2 separate regions of the Mus musculus genome follow, and region 2 is linked to region 1. A link is a contact called in public HiChIP or PLAC-seq data. All regions are on one chromosome and are shown on one strand. The core of a region is the stretch at or near the end of the contact, and the rest is flanking DNA. Distances in the headings are between cores, read along the strand shown.

Region 1 (5,685 bases), core at 1,889-4,388:
AAACATAGTGAAGAACTGGTGAGTTCACAAAGGCCATAGAGAAACCTCACACTCAATCCAGGCTTTGTGGCAAACACTTTCACACAGGCAGTGTTCTGAGGGTGGGGTGAAGAGCCTCACAAATGGCAAGAGGATTAGAGAAACTCAGAGTGGCAGAGGTATTCTGGGAAGATGAGATAAACTTACAAGTGGGAATGGGTAAAATGGTGCCAAGAGGTGCTGTACAGTTCTCTCCTGCTTGAAGCAAGGATGGAGAAGGGGGCTAGATAAAGGTCAGTAAAGCTGCCCAAAAGCCTGATAAAGGGCGTTTCATATTGAATAGCCATACATAGTTGTGCTTTTACTAGACCTAAGCCAAAACCCTCAGGAAACCCTTCAAGAGGGCTGGAGAGATGGCTGAACTCACTGGCTGCCCTTCCAGGGAAGCCACGGTCAATTTCCAGCACCCATTTGGCAGCTCACAAATGGCTCTAACTCCAGTTCCATGGGATTCAATACCCTCACACAGGTATAACAATGCACAGTGTAAAAAAAAAAAAATTTTTTTTTAAAAAGAAAGATCTATAAAGAGACTTGAGGAGGGGACTAGAGAGATGGCTCAATGGTTAAGAGCACTGACTGCTCTTCCGAAGGTCCTGAGTTCAAATCCCACAACCACATGGTGGCTCAAAACCATCCATAATGAGATCTGACGCCCTCTTCTGGTGTGTCTGAAGACAGCTACAAGTACTTAAATATAAATAAATCTTTAAAAGAGATTTGAGGAAAGGGACACATAAATCAGGAAGCTGTCCCATGGCCTAAGTGAGACACATTTCAGTATTTTAAGTAGTAGTTCCTCCATTAGTGAGATGTCCTCTAGCCAAGGTATCATTATAATACAAGTAAGGGGTACCAGATACCCAACAAAACACAGCAATGAGAGAGTAATCCAACCAGTTGGCGCTAGAAAGCCTGAAAATAAGGGGGAAATTTTCATCCTGGATCAGTTTAAAGACCTTACTTAGGGCAATGGATCACAGCCTGTGGGTTGTGAGGTCTTTGGGAGCATAGAACAACCCTTTCACAGGGGTCACATAAGACCACTGGAAAATACAGATATTTACATTATGATTCATAACAGCAGCAAAACTAGTTATGAGGCAACAACAAAACAATTTTATGGTTGGGGTCACCACAACCTGAGGAACTGTATTAAAGGGCTGCAGCATTAGGAAGGTTGAGAACCACTTTTGGAAGTGGATGAGCTAGAAATGATGTTAAAGTAAGAACAAAGACTATAGACCAAGGAGGCAGGGATTTCTTGAACACAGGGACTCAGCACATGCTTTGGGGCGTGTCGGTGGTAACCTAGAGCGCAGTCCCAGAGGCTAAAACTCCGAGTCACAGCTAGCCCTCACTCAGCTCTGCTTCAAATGTCCAAGGGTGTGGAAATAAGTCAGGGCGAGGAGGAGAAAACGAACAGATTCGGTTTAGAGGGCCAGTGAAGGCCTGGAGGGGAGTGACAACGTATCTGCCTAAGTTCTCCACTCTCCAAGAAGATTTTTACATTCAAGTCAAGACTGGGGCACACCAATGCAATGTGTTCTTGCACTCTTTAAACTGAGACAGGGAAAAGAACATGACCTGTACAGGCACATCCTAATAGTGGCCCATCAATCTGTCAGAAGTGCAATTGTAATTCAAGCCAATGTTGGACATTGCTGTGATTTTCAGGAAGAGCAGGCCATTATGTCAAATCTACACAGTGGGTTGTGACAAGTCGTCATCGTGGTCTTCTTCTTAATAGTAATGTTAAGAGTATGTTGTTGAGAGTAAAAGAAACCTCTGCTTCTCGGCCTCCAACCCCATCTTCCCAGACAGGATCTCACTATGTAACCCTGGATGGTCTGCAACTATGTAAACCAGGCTGGACTCCAACTCGAAAGATCCTCCTGTTTCGCCCTCCCGAGGGCTGGGATTAAAGATGTGCGCTACCATGTCTGATAGCACTGAAACATTTGGTTTACTTTAAAAACAAAAAAACTTTTCTTTTAATCTTGTGTTCCTGTTTTAGCAAGGGTGCTTTGGGGGGACAGGGACGGGATATATGCCACGTGTTTGCTGATGCCCTCCGTGGCCAGAAGAGGGCGTCAGATCGCACAGCTTTCCAGGTGGTTGTGCAAGCGAACGTGACTGCTCTGTTGAGGAGCTACTGTTCTTAAACACTTGAACTAGCGCCCCAGCTTCTCGGTTCACATTTACATTTAGGTAAATGTGTACTAATACCCCATGCAAAACGTTCCTTTTTTTTTTTTTTTTTTTTTTTTTTTTTTTTGCTGTCCACAAAATTTGAAAGCCCGGATTGACCAATACACCTTGAAGAAAATGGAAATAGCTTATACGAACAGTCAAATGAGGCTGTCTCTACCACAGGGGTAGCTCCAGGAGGGAGAGTGAGCCAACAATCAGGGAGAGAACAGGGAGGGTCTGGGAATTAGCTTACTACTCCAGGCTGACAGATGAGGTAACTGAGACTGGATCACGTCACGCACCTCAATATGGGATTTCACACCCCCTCAGGACTGGGCCCGCTGGCTGGCTGGCCCGCGCGCGCGGAACCCGCCACTCCGAGAGGTAAAGAACACACCCCTAGCACAGCGCGCAAACTCGCTGGCCTCCAGGGCCCGCTACGGAGAGTCGCCTACGCCCGGCCGGCCGGCCGTCCGCCCGCCCGCCCGCCCGCCGGACTCTGCTCCGCGCGGCCTCGGGAAGGCCGGAAGGAGCCCCGCGGGGGGCGCCAGAGGCCCACGTCCGCTCCCTTGGCGCCGGGACCCGCCCGCTCTCCTCGGAAACCCAGGGGCCGAGCCTCCCCATCCCGTGGAAGATGGAGGAGGGTTCCGTACGTGCAGCGCGCGTGGCTTGGCCCTCGCGAGCCACTGTCCCCGCGCAGCACGCACCCCACTTGCCACCGCAATGGCCCGCACCCTTCGGACTAGACTGCTAGACCCTAGGGGTCCCGCGCGGGAAACGGGACAGTACCTGAGACCGGAGGCGCCTCCGCCATCCCGTGCCGCAGCACCTCAAGCGAGCCCCGCCACCGAGCGAAGGCTGTCACCTGGTCACGTGTCCCGGATTTCCGGCGCCGAGAGACTAGTCGCTCCTACGCGCCCGGGGACAGCCAAGGGGGTGGTGCTACCTGAGCACACAGTGAAATGGCGCATTTGGGACGTCAGACAAATGCGCCGGCCCGGGTGCAAGCGGGGTTTGCGGGGGGGACACGAGTGGCTGGAGGAGACCCACCCGGACCGCAGGATCTACTGCCCCCAACTTGCGTAATTGCTTTTCGAGAGCTGCTGGGTTCTCCAGCTGCTACGCCTTTTTGTCAAGTCCTGCCATCCGCCCGGCTTCAAATGACCTTCAGCTAAGAGGCGGCCTGGAGCGGCTCACGCAGGCGACGAGGGGGGGGGGGGCGCTGTAGTAATCAAAGGGCATTGTGGAGGAAAAGACTGCAAAACAATAAAAGGTTACCTGCCAAGGGTTAGGTAGCCCACGACTTCAGGACCTGGGAGGCTGGATCGGGGGTGGGATGGGAGTGGGATGTAGTGAGTTCCAGGTCCTGGGCTACCTATCCCTGTCTGTGTAAAACGAAACACAGTATCTAAAGGACTAATAGCAAATGAGCCACAAACCGGTAGGCAAGTAACAAATACAAATGAACACCAACTGAGGTAGACAGTTTGAAGTTACTGTGTTTTTTTTTTTTTTGGAGGGGGGGGGAGAGTGGGGAAAGGGTGTCCTGATGTAGCCCCTGTTGGTATTCAGGCATTCTGCTGGCCTGCCCCCAGGACCCTAGCAACCACTTAGACCTGCCTCCACCGTGTGTGATAGGTGTGTGCTGCGTCTAAAGAGACGCCCCCAAGCGTCCCCCCCCTCCCCCCCCCCGCCACCCAGCAGCTGTCTATTGTCAGCGTCCGGTCCCCTTCTCTCTGCCCCATGGCTTTGCTCCTGTCTGTCTGACTGGCTCCATGCCTACTTGTCTGCCTCTATTCCTTTCCTAGGCCCTCACTCCTCTTCTCCCAATAAACCACTTTTACTTCAGGTCTTGTTTGCATGACGTAATTTCTCAAGGTTGTACCTTGGCACGGGCCTTGCAGTAGGATCTTCTCTGTCTCAGCCTCTTTTATAGTAAAATATAATCTTCCAAGGTGAGGTGTGGTGACTTAGACTTTAATTCCAGCACTCTGGCAGCAGAGACAGTAGTTCTCTGTGAGTCTGAGGCTAGTCTGATCTACATAGTGAGTTCCAGGCTAGCCAGAGCAACAGTACAACACTGTCTCAAACATTCTCCACGATGTGACCATTTTGGTTACAGGGCTTCTGCACTTCTTTCTAATATCTACAGACTAAGAAGCCTTCGACTGGGTGGCTTAGCCTGCCCCTAACCGAGCACATTTAGGAATCCTTCAGGAATTATATTTGAAAATCGGCCTCAGAAAGGTGAGACACGAAACCGTTGTATTTGTACTACCTGCAGTAGTGAGATGATGATGATGAGAGAGACAAGAGGAGGGAGTGGAGGGGAGAGAACAGACGTTTGTGGGCAAGTTGCAGAGTCAATTGGCATCTTTGGAATTTAGTAGGCTACACACTACTTATTTTCAAATGACATCGTACTCCAGAACCTCGGAGCACAGCAAAGGCCAATGTATAATGTTTAACAAAGTCAAATGAAGATAGCAATTTATCATTAACGCCAAAGTTAACCAGCCTAAAAACCCAAATGATCATTATCTCTGACCAGAAGTTCCTGATGGAACAGAGCCCTGGCTTAGTTCTCAGCAGCAGACACCTCCATGGTCATCACACAACTTGGGAAAGTTGGTTCTCTCCTTTTACCTATGGGTCTGAGGGATCTGACTCAGGTCAACAGCCTAGCAGGAAGGGCTATTACCTGCTGACTCCTTGTCAGCCTTCTGGTTGAACATTACTTAATAGCCTTATGGATTTCTTCTTTTAGACTTCTCATTTTATATCTGTTGTCTATTCTTTTCTGTTGAGTTGCTGTGTTTTTCTTGCTATGGACTTTTAAAAAAAATATTTCTCTGTGTGTGTGTATGTTGAACATGATTGTCTGAGTGTATGTATGTACATGTGTGTCCAGGGGTTCTTGGAGGCCAAAAGAGGGCACTGGGTCCCCTGGAGCTTGAATTACAGGCAATTTGATTTTACGGAGCTGTTAGTGATTTTTAAGTCTCTCTCACACAAACACACACACACACACACACACACACACACACACACACACACGTATATATATATATACACCAGAAAGATGATAAATAAATCCAAGAAGTGAAATTATGCGTGTAAACAGCAGGTCTTTCATTCCAAAGATTACATGAGATATACCTAGGCCACTAGAAACTGAGAAGGAAACTGGGCTTGGAAAATGTTAAAACCAGGGATTGGGGCAGTGAAATAACTTAGCAGATAAAGGTATTTCCTGCCAAGCCTGGTGACCAGAGTTCAGTCACCAGGAACCATATGATGTGAGGAAAGAACTGATCCTTGCAAGTTGTCCTCTGACCTCCACAGATACCTGTGACCCCCCACCTAAAAAAACAATGTGACTTTTGAAAAGCAAGGCTTAATGATTTCTTGGCTATGGAGGATGAAGCAAAATGTAGGCAATGAAGACAATTC
Region 2 (5,685 bases), core at 1,318-3,817, 77 kb before region 1:
TTTTCTTTTCTTTTCTTTTCTTTTCTCTTTTCTTTCTTCTCTTCTCTTCTCTTCTCTCTTCTCTTCTCTCTTGTCTCATCTCTTCTCTCCTCTTCTTTTTTTTCTTTTTTGTTTTTTCGAGACAGGGTTTCTCTGTGTAATCCTGGCTTTTCCTTTTTCCTTTTTCCTTCTCTCTCCTCTCTCCTCTCTCCTCTCTCCTCTCTCTCTCCCTCTCCCCTCCCTCTCCCCTCCCCCTCCCCTCCCCCTCCCCTCCCCTTCCCCTCCCCTCCCCTCCCCCTCCCCATAGTTCTGGGTTAGTTTTACTTCCCAACACATGTCCAGTCTCCAGAACATTAAAAGGAACTGTACCAAAGCTCAATTAAAACAAAATTTACAACAAAATATGGAACACTTAAATTTATGTCATCCTTGTGCAGGGACCACACTAGACTTCTCTGTGTTTGTTCCAATTTCGGAATATGTGCTGCCAAGGGGAGTGAGCACCTCTTTCTTTTTAAAATTTATTTATTTTTTCAAGATTAGAATTTCTTTGTGGAGCTCTGACTGTCCTGAAACTCACTTTGTGGACCAGATTGGCCTCAAACTCAGAGATCCACCTGCTTCTGCCTCCCAAGTGCTGGGCTTAAAGGTGTGCAACCACCATAGCCCAGCCAGTGAACCGCTCTGCCCATTCTTTTAGTTTTTTGTTGGTTTCTTCTTCTTCTTCTTCTTCTTCTTCTTCTTCTTCTTCTTCTTCTTCTTCTTCTTCTTCTCTTCTTTTTTTGAGACAGGGTTTCTCTGTGTAGCCCTGGCTGTCCTGGAACTCACTCTGTAGACCAGGCTGGAACTTAGAAATTCTCTTGCCTCTGCCTCCTAAGTGCTGGAATTAAAGGCGTGCACCACCATGCCCGGCGTCCATTCTTTTAATACGGTGCTCTCATACTGGGCAAACTTTTTATAAACTAAGCTACTTTTCTTTTTTAAATATTTATTTATTTATTTATTTATTTATTTATTTATTACAAGTACACTGTAGCTGTTTTCAGACACACCAGAAGAGGGCATCAGATCTCATTACAGATGGTTGTGAGCTACCATGTGGTTGTTGGGACTTGAACTCAGGACCTCTGGAAGAGCAGTCAGTGCTCTTAACCTCTGAGCCACCTCTCCAGCCCCTAAGCTACTTTTCTTAAGTCTGCCCATACTGGCGACTCCCTGAAATTGTTTAGTGACAGCAATAGTGGTTTCACTTGAATGGAGGTGTGTGTGTGTGGGGTGTGTGTGTGTGTGTGTGTGTGTGTGTGTGTGTGAGAACAGGCCTCTGCAGGGTGGTGGCCACGCCTTTCAAGCTCAGTGCTCCAGAGGCAGAGAGGCAGCTCCAGAGGCTGGCCTCTGACTTTGAGGCCAGGGTTCTTTACAAAGTGAGTTCCAGGGACAGCTAGGACTAAACAAAGAAACAAACCAACAAAAACCCTACCTTGAAATAAAATAAAGCTGGGGTTTCATATAGCCATAGCCCAGGCTGTCTAGTCTAAACTTACTATGTAGTGGAGAATGACCTTGAACTCCCGGTTGTAGGCATGTGACTCTCGTCTCTGAGTCAGACTCTGACTGTAGAGCATTGTCTGGCCTGGGACTCACTCTGTAGACCAGTCTGACCTCATTTCCCCTGCTTTCCAATGGTGGGATTTCTGTGTAGTGATGGCCTGAGTTTTCTAGGCAGTTCAGGCTATGCTCAAACTTGTATTCCTCTTGTCTCTGCCTCATGGGTGCAGGCTACAGACACCCTGTTCAGTGATCTCTAGAAGACAGTCTCACTCCCATACAAGGCTTTTGGACAACCACATCTTATAACTTCTCCCATCGAGGTACTGTGTGCGTCTCCCTGGGCTTCCTGCCTATCACCCACCTCTCGATGACAGGCACCCACCCTCATGCTTTGGCACTGCAGCCCCTGCTGACACGTGCATGCCTGCCTGTTCTTCCTGGCCCCACCGGGCCCCTGAACCCAGACAAACCATTTGGCTGCAGGTGGTCTTCAGCTCCCTCTGACCTCACCCCCATAGTTGAGATCCCACGGCTGCCTTGAGCCAACAGCCCCGTGCTGGGCTAGCCTGGTTTTTCTCATAGAGCCTTGGGCATACTTTTCCTAAGATAGGCAGTGTCCAGAAGACAGGACCTGGAATGGGGGCCGCAGGAAACCAGGTCTGGCTTTTTTCCTCTTCTCCCAGATGGGGACCCCTGAGGAGAGGGCCTAACTCTCCTCCCTCTGCTTCAGGTGGAGGGCTCTCTGAGGACTGACCCAGAATTGTTTTTCCAGTCCTTCCACCTCTTCCACCTTTCTGTTACTTTCTGGAAACTTCTATGTACATCTCCATCTACACAGCTTTCTCTATAGCCTGGGTCTCAGGAACCTCTGTGGCCTTCTGCAGGCTACCTCTGGCTCTGGTCTTAGAGATAAGCCAGACACTTGGCATGTAGTACTGGCCTTTCCTCTGGGACTATGAGGCCCAGAATTCACACCTGGAACTCCACCTCTGACCTCACAAGGGCTGCCTCAGAACTCAGTCTCCATGGTGCTACTGGTAAGAACAGAGATGCTATTTTGGGCAGTGTGTATGGACTTGGCTTAAGTGGCATGGGCCAAACCCCTGCCCTACTGACCTCTCCCCTGGAGAAGCACAACAGAACTCACAGCCACCCTGGGGAGGGCCCAGAGGCAGGCTCAAGTGAGGACTCGGAGACCGCAGAGCTACAGTTCAGTTGCAGCTTGAGTCTGCCTCCCTGATAGAGAAACGGAATCAAGACCAGCTGTGAGACGGAGGCTGAAAGACACAGAGCACTTCAGAGAGTGAGCGGGGCTGCGGGTAGTCTGGGACAGGGGAGCCTCCTTGGGGCAAGCCCAGCAGGGGGTGTTTGGGAAAGAAAGTTCACCAGGAGTTGGAGTATGACTCTCTGTCCTGGTTCAGCCCTGTGTGGCCGTGTGACACGGACAGATTGGCTGTCACTTGGATGTGGCAGGATCATAGCTGCTGAGTGGAGCAGAGGGTGGGAGGGTGCATTGGGCTGCACCGTGGAGGGAGGAGAGGAGAGCAAACAGACTGGGCAGAAGTGAGGCAGGTCAGAGATGGGTCTGCTGATGGCATCTTCCTCAGGCACTTTAAGGTTAGGGATATAAATTGATGCTTCATCCAGAGAAAATCGGGTAGCGCCTGTCTGGGGGCAACTGTCAGGAGTTACCCTGGCAGTCTAAGAGGAGGATGGACTAGAGGGTAAGTTTCAGAGAGGTGGGAGAGTCAACTTTAGCACAACGTTAGTTATCCAAAGCTAAGTAGATGGCAGACTTGGGGAGGCCAAGAGGGCTTTTGAGGAGCCCCGGTCTTGAGGTCCAGGTTTCTGGGGTAGCATGAGTAGAGGGGGGGGGTAGGACACTTTCACATTGCTTGAGGCATTCTCACCTTCCTCCCTCTTCCCTCCTCCCTCCAGCTTGCCTGGGTTTGGGATAGCGCTGTCCTGATTGCTTCTCTCCAAGTTCTGAATCTCTCACTCAGCCCTAGGTGGTTCCTCTCCAGTACCACAGAGTCTAAAACTCAGAAAACAATGGCCGATATCAGGTTAAGGGACGCTCTGAAGATCTGGATTGAGGATACAGGGCTGGTGAGCAGGCTCTGTCTGCCCCGTGTAAATGGCAACTAGCTGACCCAAATCCATCGCCTTTGACTCTTGGTGATGACAGAGTCTGCACTAGTCAGGGTCCTGATCTCTTTACCTCCTCAAGCCTCCGCTCCAAGTCTTGCTCTCCCGGCTCTCCAGCCGTGCGCTGTCCTCAGTTGCTTTCTGTACACATGCTCAGACTCCCTCAACAGTTCTTCCCTTTTCCCGGAGCTCTCTCCCTATATTTACCCACATGGCTACTCCTTCAGCCTTTCCATTCATTTCCAAAGAGGCCCCTCAGTCAGGCTTCCCGAGACAACTGTACTTCCGGTCCCACTCCCTGTGCAGTGGCAGCTGATGCATTCCTAGTGCCCTTCTAGACCTCTGTAGTCCTCACTGCCCTCTCAGGCAAGCATGCCTATCCAACTCATTGCTGAGTGCCACGAGAATACAGATGCTCGCCCTTTGTGCCCTCTCACTGGACCCAGCGGCTCCCTCTGCATTGGCAACCTTGCTCTTTCAGCCATGTCTCCCTTCTTGGCTTTAGACCTACTTCATAAGACCAGCAACTCGACGCCGGGTGAAAATTACCATCTCCGCACTGCACCTCCAGCCTCTCTCGTCTTCCTGTGGGTCTCAGCTCAGACAGGGGTCCCCTTCTCCTCGGCTCCAGCCAGAAGTCAAGGGTAACGTCCTTAATGTTCCCTCTCCGCCATGGCTCTCATCTAGGCACTAATACCTTAAATACCTAGGCTTTGTGTCTCCCCACCCCTCTTTCCCCAAGGCCCACCTAGCCACACCTGTCCTGTTCCTCTTCATCCCCGAGACCCAGCACCTTCCCCAGACGCCAGCACTGTACCACCTAACGAACACCGGTGTCTAAAACTCATTTTTTCATCTGTCTATCCATCAAACAAAGCTTTTATTGAACAAAAGTTTATCAAGTGTCAGACTCCTTAGGAAGGCTTTGGCGTCAATCTGGTTAGGATAGAGAAATAGATTGCCCAGTTCTTGGTAGGTTATTCAACCAGTGATCGCGCACATCTGTGGGCCTGGCACTGAGGGTCCTGGGGAGGTGAGACCCTGTCTCTCCTTTTCTCCTCCTCATTGCTCCTTCACCCACTCACTTCCAAGCACCTCTCTGCTGGCCTGGTTGTAGAAGCCCGGTGCGTTTGCTGACCCCCTCCCCCACCTTCTGAAGAACCTGGTTTTTGTTTTCAGGCTTCTGTGCTGTTTATAGAGCCCAGCATCAGATTTTGCCAAACCTCATGGGCAGAGTTCCCCCACTGTTCCTAACCCCAAGCTCTGCAGAGAGACAGACACAGTTGAGCTCTGATTCCCATCTACCCCAGACCCTGCCTCCTCCCCAAAACAGATTGCACTTTCAGTTCCCTGCCTACCCCCTTTGCAAAGTGGCCACATTGGTACACCCCTCCTGCCTGTTCAGTCTGGGACAGAAGGAAGAAGAGGCCTAGATGGGTCATCTTACCTTCCATGTCCCTATAGCTCTTGGGTGTCTTCATCCCTGCTCTCTCTACTGCCCCGGGCAGGAGAAGGTACTCGGGGAGAGGCACCTGGGTTACCCATTAACTCAGCCATGAGTTGAAGGGCAGATGGGCAGGAGGCAGACTTGAATCTCCTTTCTGTTTGTTAGCTTGGTCTGCTGCTTCAGGTCCACCCACAACTCCACAATGGCCCCCAGGTCTGTGCTGGAGACCATACAATCAGTGCTACAGAAGAATATGGTGCGAGAGTTTCTGGCAGAGTTCCTGAGTACCTATGTCATGATGGTGAGTGGCTGGGTGGCCTTGGGAGGCTGGGGGGCAACAGAGGCAGTCCTTTAGCCCCTCCCCACTGTTGACCCTAGGGTCATATCATTCCTTCCCCTGCCTCTGCGGTGGGAGCTGGGGAAGAAGAGAGGCCTTCCTCATCAAGTCTTTTTGGGATAGAGTGGAGTCAGAGGCTGGTGGACGGGTGGGAAGGAAAAACCAGTACTGAGGAGACTGAGGAGCAAGGCATCATGGTTCCTACCTGCAGTGTCAGCCCTTGGGA

The links. HiChIP or PLAC-seq counts read pairs in DNA pulled down with a chosen protein or histone mark.
Region 2: an H3K4me3 HiChIP or PLAC-seq map of embryonic stem cells shows a contact between it and region 1, with 23 read pairs. The contact joins the promoter of Aqp7 here to the promoter of Nfx1 in region 1. A contact is called at or near these places in 1 of 39 promoter capture datasets (macrophages), 4 of 115 datasets of contacts at active chromatin or transcription factors (the SCID.adh cell line and embryonic stem cells) and 2 of 9 other capture datasets (adipose tissue and pancreatic islet).

The regions. Positions count from the first base shown.
Region 1 is chr4:40,968,396-40,974,080 of GRCm38.p6, reverse strand. It overlaps Nfx1 (nuclear transcription factor, X-box binding 1), which reads right to left and starts at 3,138. Exons shown (of 24, transcript NM_023739.3): 1 at 3,022-3,138. The coding sequence starts at 3,046. Gm52692 (a long non-coding RNA gene) reads left to right here and starts at 3,922. Exons shown (of 2, transcript XR_003955193.1): 1 at 3,922-4,479.
Region 2 is chr4:41,045,018-41,050,702 of GRCm38.p6, reverse strand. Aqp7 (aquaporin 7) reads left to right here and starts at 2,567. Exons shown (of 8, transcript NM_007473.4): 1 at 2,567-2,830; 2 at 4,181-4,319; 3 at 5,288-5,423. The coding sequence starts at 5,325. Gm25637 (a small nuclear RNA gene) reads right to left here and starts at 483; the gene lies at 377-483.